Regions from separate parts of the Nothobranchius furzeri genome. Here region 1 is linked to region 2. A link is a contact called in public Micro-C data. All regions are on one chromosome and are shown on one strand. Each heading gives the region's core, a stretch centred on a gene start, on an enhancer-like site or on the middle of the called end of the contact. The rest is flanking DNA. Distances are from core to core; before and after follow the strand shown.

Evidence for each region. Hi-C and Micro-C count contacts between places; a contact is called where the count stands out from the background.
Region 1: a contact with region 2 is called in a Micro-C map of tail fin, with 10 times the contacts expected there. The contact joins the promoter of arhgap35a here to the enhancer-like site in region 2. A contact is called at or near these places in 2 of 2 Hi-C or Micro-C datasets (skeletal muscle and tail fin).

What each region holds. Positions count from the first base shown.
Region 1 is chr13:41,288,600-41,292,567 of NfurGRZ-RIMD1, reverse strand. It overlaps arhgap35a (Rho GTPase activating protein 35a), which reads left to right and starts at 1,930. Exons shown (of 7, transcript XM_015951474.3): 1 at 1,930-2,502.
Region 2 is chr13:41,205,601-41,209,570 of NfurGRZ-RIMD1, reverse strand. arhgap35a (Rho GTPase activating protein 35a) reads left to right here. Exons shown (of 7, transcript XM_015951474.3): 7 at 1,474-2,117. The coding sequence ends at 1,942. Among protein-coding and RNA genes, the nearest start is that of npas1, 67 kb to the right of the region's middle. Within about 2 kb of position 2,695, at least 1 of the 3 cell types and tissues checked has an H3K27ac peak or open chromatin away from gene starts, as enhancers often do. A contact at or near this core is called in tail fin, where this site is marked.

The DNA.
Region 1 (3,968 bases), core at 681-3,180, 84 kb before region 2:
GTCAGATTTAAAAAGATCAACAAGGAAACAAAAAGAAAAATTCCTCTGAAAATTGAGTGAGAAAGCAGACAAAGTCCAAAGAAAATCTCTGAAAACAGGAGCGCCTCCATGGGGGGCGGGGGGTCAATGATAATCTTGAGGTGGTGCACAAAATAAACATCTGTAGCAGTTTGTGGTTGTGTCCAAGTTCAGGGGCAGCATCCTTCGAAGGTTGGATTTGAAGACTGATTACATCACAGCAATGCTACAAAGTCTGTTTAAATGTGAAGGCTCTTCCCGATACGGACCAGTGAAAAGTCCTTCTTCTCCCCGGATTTGAAGGATGGGTCTTTTGCGTGTGCTTCATGGTCCACCCTACCTCAGGATGAATTGGTAAGGTGATAAAGATGAATTAGCTCCTAAAAAGGATAAGATAGGTAATAAATAACAACAAAATTTTAAGCTCAATTTACAGAAGTTTGTTTTTATTCATTCTTCTTTTTTTTTTTTTAGCTCTGTCACGATTGCTAGGGGACGGGTTACATGCTGACTAAAGTGCAGACATAAATTTGAAGGCTAGACTGTCCAATTTCACAGCTGCTCACTTCTGGTCTTCACGGTTGACCAGGATGGGTCCTTCAAAGGAAACAGCACCTGAATATGGACACAGCCCTTTTATTATATTCATGTCACATTCTGACCATGCATCTGAAAACAACTTCCGCTACAGGAATACTTTGGTTTCTTATTTTATAGATTTTTTATATCAATGATGGATAGAAAAAAAGAAGCATTACTATTACTGGGGGTGTTAATTCACAGGGGAGGGCTTTGACCCCACTGGTCAGAATGTAGAGATGTGAAAACCTTCAGAAAGTCTGATCATAGTTGCTTTACATGTTATGTCAGGAACACCCAACAATAATGCAGCACTGCTATGAATAATGAAGACAATAATAACTTTCATATCTATAAAGAAAATAATAGACTTTATTAATCCCACAGTGGGGGAAATTCACTTGCTATAGCAGAACATTAGAGAAAATGAAGAAGAAAGATAAGAACAGGTAAACACACAAAGGCAGTAAAGCTATCACTGCAAACTTCAACCACTAAAAACAACAAATAAAAAGGAAACAGGTTTCCAGAACTATGCAGCTTAAGGGATGCAAACATAATGAACATCCGGTATTGCACAAGTATTGGACACATACTGAATATTGCATTGATGTTATTGTGTATCAGGATAATGCCAGTACCAGTTAAACTGAGGAGGTATACACTCTTACTGCAGAGGGGATGAATGACCTACAATACCGTTCTGTTTTACATCTGGGATGTCTTGGTCTACAGCTAAAGGAGCTTTCCTCCAGAGTGGACTACAGTGGGTGGAAGGGCTTTTCAAAGATAATCACAATACCAATAATCAGCTTTATTTTGTTATGTAACCATACAACAACATCACATTAATAAACAAATTAAATCGGCCCTGTCCACCAGTAGATTCTGCAGCAGTGGGCAGAGGAGGACAGGATATGGCAGGTTTGTGGTGAAGGCACTAATCCTAATACTCCAGCTGAACGCTTCAGTGCCAGAAGAAGCTTGATGCTAAATATTAACAATATTCCAAGAGGATAAGCAAGATGTGCATTCATTTAATTTAGTCAAATTGGGTCTCAAATTTGAGATTTTTTTTTTAAGATTGCTAACATTTATTTTTAAACATTCGAGACATTTATGATGCATTTCCCCTGAACATACCCGGTAAATGTCTTTGTGTGTGTGTGTGTGTGTGTGTGTGTGTGTGTGTGTGTGTGTGTGTTGTAATTGTGTGCACAAACCGCTGGGAGAGCCTCTCTGCTCTCTGAGAACAGGAGGGGAGATGCTCGATCCACAGAAGGTCCGCCATTATTGGGAAGCTGAAAAAAACCTAGACTTGAACACAACGTCACACATTTATCCTGCGAGGGGCTTCAACAACGTGAGAAAGGAGAGCACAGCGGTGCTCCAAAGCTGTCGGGACGGAAAAACAACGCCTTACTAAACCGGAATATATATATAAATATATATTTTATTTCCTGACGCAACAAAGGAAACAATAACTGGTCAAAACAACGTGGTGGTGAAGCAAGAAGGGAAAACACACCGAAGCAGGGCTTTCCTTCCAACGCCTCCCCCTTTTCTCCAGCCGCTGAGAGGAAAGGACGAGAGTTTCAGCAGCGTTTTCCCCTTTCCTCTCCTTTCTCCTTCTCTATCGGACACTGTTTAACTATATTTTTTCAGGCTAATAGAGGCGAGTAACTAACGCGCTTCTCGTGTCTGAAAACTTCACAGACTGGCGGAGAAAAAGATCTAAAAACGAGGACTTAACGCGGGGAGCAATGGCCATACAGCGTGTTTACTAGAAGAGCGGAAAATAATCGATGTGGGGAGTGTTTTCTTTTATAAAAGTCTCCCTGGTTGCTGGCTCGCAGTTAGAAGGAGAAAGAAGCGGACGATACCCGAAGAGACAGGAATGATATGGTATGTTGAATAAATGCTGGATAATTTCATTTAATGCCCCATTTGACTCTGTTTTTGACATTTGAACCTGTATTTGAACTACTTTCTACATGATTGCAGCTTGGACTGCACCAAAGTCCCACCTCTGCCCCCTCAGGGCTGCTATGATGATTGAAGCTCTTAGGAATACTAATAATAATGATTATTCTAACAATATTGCATGAGTGTATTAACATAACATTAAACCCTTTGCAGGCATGGCGAGGTCTACCTATTATGGTTTAAATATACTCTATAAGAGAAATGGCTGTTTTTCTAGAAAAAGGGAAAATAATCTGTAAATATGTTTCTATGTGTGTACGTTTATGCATTGTTTTAGTCATAATCTCTTGGGTTTGAAAACAATTCAAGTGACTTAGAAGCAAAATATCAATTCAATATATTCAACATTCTGTCTCTATTAAAATAATCTCCCATCAGAATAAACTCCGAATTAAGGCAATCTTATTTTGAATAAAAATTATTTTATTAAATTTCTTTACTTCTTTGTAAAAGTTCATACTTCCTGATGTCAGAGGTGCCTCATCTAATCTGATTCTGTCACATTTACTGTCAAAAAATTAACAGACACATTTGTGAACATATTCAGTTTTTTCTTCACCCCCAGTTTGCTATATAGATAGGTAGACCAGAAAAACCTCACGTTAGAACAATTAGTGCCACCATTAGACTATTTTTGTAGCAGAAGTCGTTCCCGATGTGTCAGAGCCACTGCAGAGTGATCATGGCTGTGGCAGCCACTCCCTTTCTGTCCAAGTCCTTCCTTCTGGACTTGACTGGTTTCTAATCTCACCAAAGAAAAACCTTTCTATGTCTGAAATGCTGTTTTCATATCTAGTGGACGGAGATGGTGATGAGTGTGCGTTTGTGGGATGGCCTTCTAAAACACATCTGCTGCCTACCAAGGACTTTGCTCTGTCGCCACTGCTGTGTCACTGCTAGAGGAAAAAAGGGACAGTTCCAAAAAACAGGAACTTTATTGGGTTGCATGTACAAGCTTTTGTGTTGTGGGTCCTTATGTCAGCAGTTACGATGACTCATTACCTTCACGTTTGCCAGCTGTGTTTTGACTCTCCTCTTTCGATAAGTTTAGTCTCTCCTTGTTAGAATTGTCAGCTTCATTAGGACAGGGGTGCCCAATCCTGGTCCTGGAGGGCCAGTAACTGGTTTTAGTTTTAACCCTTCTTCAACACACCTGAATTCAATCAGCAGGTGATTAACAGGCTTCTGCAGAGCCTGATGAGCTGCTGCACAGGTGATTCAACCACTGAATCAAGTGTGTTGGAGCAGAGAAACCACTAAAACCTGCTGGATACCGGCCCTCCAGGACCGGGATTGGGCACCCCTGCATTAGGAGAACCATGCTGAGTAGAGATCACACACACACACACACACACACACACACACACACACACACACACACACAC
Region 2 (3,970 bases), core at 1,446-3,945:
ATGTGGCTCACTTCTAGTTCCTAGAAATGGTGCACTGGTGTTCTTGAGACCATTTAGAGACCACTGGAAATGCATTGATTGAACGAGTGTTCAACACTTAAAAAAATACAAGCGAGGAGGAGAATTTCTGTTTTACGACAGTGAGTTAAAACGGACTCTAGGGGGGCTCAAAGCAAGCCAAAACTGCAAGATGTTCCATTATATGTTCTTGTTTCTAATTAAACGAACACCTTTCAGGTTGATGTCTAAGTCTTTATTTACACAATCAGTGTATTTTTTCTGACATTTACAATAAGATAATCTCAGGTAGAAAATATTTGGGTTATTAGGGTCAAGAATTCATTTAAAAAACTTAAACACGCCCCTTCAACAGACCAATAAACACACCCTGGCTGATTTATTAGGCTGGGACACATTTTGCCTCGAACGTTCTTATTTCTTAATTGGAAACGTTCCTCAGAGGTTCTGGTCCTCATTGATGTGACATCATCATACAGTTGCATCCATGATGTGATCTGAGCTTGGTCACATGGCACATTATCCTGCTGGAAGTAGCCAACAGAAGATGGGTCCATGTGGTCCCTAGAGGGATGGACATGCTCAGCAACAATCCTCTTGTAGACTCTGGGGTTTAAACCAGGCTCAGGTGGTACTGAGGGGTCAATAAATGACCCAACATTATAACATCAGGCACCACGCTTTTGTGTTGTTGACACCAGATCCTGGCTAAATCCCCGACTCGTCCATATGGCTTGATGCTCACGTCTAGATGCCTACGTGAACTGAGATGCTGTCATATTATTGGCTGAATTTTTGTCAATAATCAATTGAACAGGTGGACTTATTCAAAGCGACCAGGGGATTTTCATTTTTATTGTGTATTTTTTCCCCTTAAGTTAAGTGTTCAGTCTGTTTTTTTGTTTTTTTGGAAGCACTTGGCAACAGTTGCTGTGCTGCAAAAAGCAGGGTGTTTCTCCCCGCAGTGGTCACACCTCTCCCTGCCTCTGCTCAGAGCTGCATCCATGAGTAAGCTTTTTTTGCTTGTTTGTTTCTAACGGTGCCGTTATTGTGCAGCTCCTCCCAAAACTAAACTTGATGTTTGAGTTATTACAAAAAAACTCAGAAATCAGAAATGATTTTTGGAAAAATCTCGGTTTTGTGTTGCGGTTTACTGCTGTTTGGAGAAGCTGCATTAAAACCCCTATCCAGTAAAAATCAGGTCCCATTTACAAACCTTTTAGCCTTGATGGTTATTTCCTGTTTGCTTTCATCCGAGCTCTTCTGTCGGAGCAGTAAAACGATGAAATGGAGGCAGGAGAGCATGCAACACCTGCAGTCAGCATAAGACCTCAAAGAACAAAACATGCCGGAGATGGGGCTCTATGGAGAACTGCGTCCTCTGAAGAACACATGGAGCATTTTTTCCTTAAATATTCTGAATTAATCAGATGTTTGTGTGCTTTTGTTTACCAGAGTGAGCCAGAGCAGCAAGTTGAACCTGATGACCAGTGAGAACCTGTCTATCTGTTTCTGGCCAACCCTCATGAGACCAGACTTCACCACCATGGACGCTTTGACCGCCACCCGCACCTACCAAACAATCATCGAGAGCTTCATCCACCAGTGCGCGTTCTTCTTCTACAATCAGCCGCTGGCTGACCGCCTCGCCGGCTCCCCAACCTCCACGCTTTCCGGGGGAGGAGGAACCTCGGCCTACTCCTGCATGGCCGGAGGCTACTCGACCCCTCCGGCTCCGTCTCCGACTCCCTACGTCCTCCCCGCCACTCCTCCTGTCATCCCACATTACGGTCCTCCTCTCCACCACCATCAGCATCGGTCCCCTTCCCATTCCCCGCCTCCCACTCCCCAGTCTCCCATTCCAGCCCTGCTGCCGCCCTCTCTCCACCCCCACCACCCTCCGACTGAACAACACACGCTGTGAACCAGGGATCAAGAGAACGAGGACAAAAAAAGCAAAGTAAAAAACTGGACTATGTGACTTGTGGGTTCAGGATGAGACTTTTTGAAGGAATAGATAAAAGAGGAAGTGGAGATAGGAAGGGAATTTGGGAGAGATGCAGTATGTACAGGGAGAAAATTACATGTTTGGGAGAAAACATCTGAGCCTCTGCTGCTTTCATCAGAAAATAAATAAATAACAGAGAAGAGCTCAGGACAGGAATGTGGAATGAAGAGCTTCTGGACCAGATCAGTCTCCTTTAGCCCATCGTCTCTGTCTCACTCTACCCTCACGGCCTTACCCACACAGGGGGAGACACATAGCTGGTAGAAGGGACTCGGGGAGGGATTAAGAAGTGAAACAGGAGTATATGAACTCCCTCACGTTGGGATAATTTCACAAACAGTAGCCAGTGGATCACTTCTTTTTTTTCTCTTCCTTTTAGTTTCTGACCATGTTGGGAAGTTTGGTGGCCAGTGCACAGTTCTTAGGCCCCGCCCACCTGCTGGACCGACCCAGAGGCTGCGGCGGGGACAAAGTCCTCCACACATGTTTGTTTATTTCACCACTGGACAGTGTGGACTTGTGCAACAAACACGTGTTACTACTCACCCAACCGACAGGATGTTCTGTCCCGGGCGACTTGCAAATTCCTCTCCGGCAACCTCTTACATAGCCACACACACACACACACACACAATCAGTTTTAGTCGTGGCAGTAAGCCAAGCACAAAGATTGGGAAAAAAAATCTCACCAAACTGGATCTGCTGGGCAGCAAAGAGGAGCAAAGGATTATGGGTGCTGCGACTGTTCTGCATTCTGGGAAGGCTCCTTTTAGTCTCCTGAACTTTACCCTCATTCTTCAGGCTTTTCTAACAAAATTCAGCCTAAAATGTGATTATTTTTTGATTGGTCTGATTCTCCACATTCTTTCTGTTCACTTTAAAAGCATTTTGTATTTTTCTAAGATGTCCCCAAGTCCACCGGGATCCGTGTCTTTCTGTTTGACCCGACTTCCCGGTGTCTGACAGGCAGAGGGATTGGACCCTGTTTGGTTCACACTGTGGTGGCTTGGTCTGTTTAGAGTGAGACGGTGCTGCAGGTTTTCATATTAAGGACCTTGTTGAAAAAGCACTTTTCTGAGCACTTTGAAGACAAATTTTCAGTTGAAGCTGCCATAAAGTGACAGCCACTTTTGCTGTCAGGCTGCCCTCCCTTTCGCTCTCTCTGGGAGCGCAACACTGACATCTAGTGGAGGGAGGAGGTTTTACATCACAGCTGCATGGGCGTAGCACCCTTCTCCTGCTGAGGTGTTTTTTTAAAGCATCAGATTATTTTATTGTCAGGATTATTTTCTAATTATTTTGCTAAAGCAAGAGAAGTTTAATTGTAAGGGCCCAGATTTTTGACAGATGGGAGATGTTTTACCTTACGGGCTTCAGAATCTGTCCTGGTGTTAGTCTTTTTTCTTTCTTTTTTTTTTCTCGTAAAGGAGTCTTAACCTTTCACATCAGAATCCACATGGCTGTTCTACCACTTTGTCCCCAAGTCCCTTCTTGTCCAAGAGAGACCATTTTCATTCTGAGAGACAGCAGAGAAGAACAGATCGTCCATTCATCCATCCGGCTGCCTCCTGCATTACCGGAGGAGAGCATCACCAAAATTCCTCAGCCGAGCCTGCCGTTGCCGTAGAAACCAGCAGAGATGCGGCTGGTGAAGAGCTCTGGATCGAAGCGAGTTGGTGTGGTGCTGCACATGTTTGTGGCTGAAAGAGCTGAGCAGAGATCTCAGCTTTCTGCTCTCCAAATGTCCAGTTAAAAAACACAAGTTCTAACCAATCGCTGAGGGAGATTTCATCCATCAGAGCTGGTCATTTACCTTGTGTGTGTGTGTGTGTGTGTTTATTTTAGGCCAACAGGTTAGCAGACGCCAGTGTGATCCAAACAGATGTAAGAGGGAGGAATGCTGGTCTCCTCTTGGTCATTTCCCCTGCTGTTGGCTCATCCGGA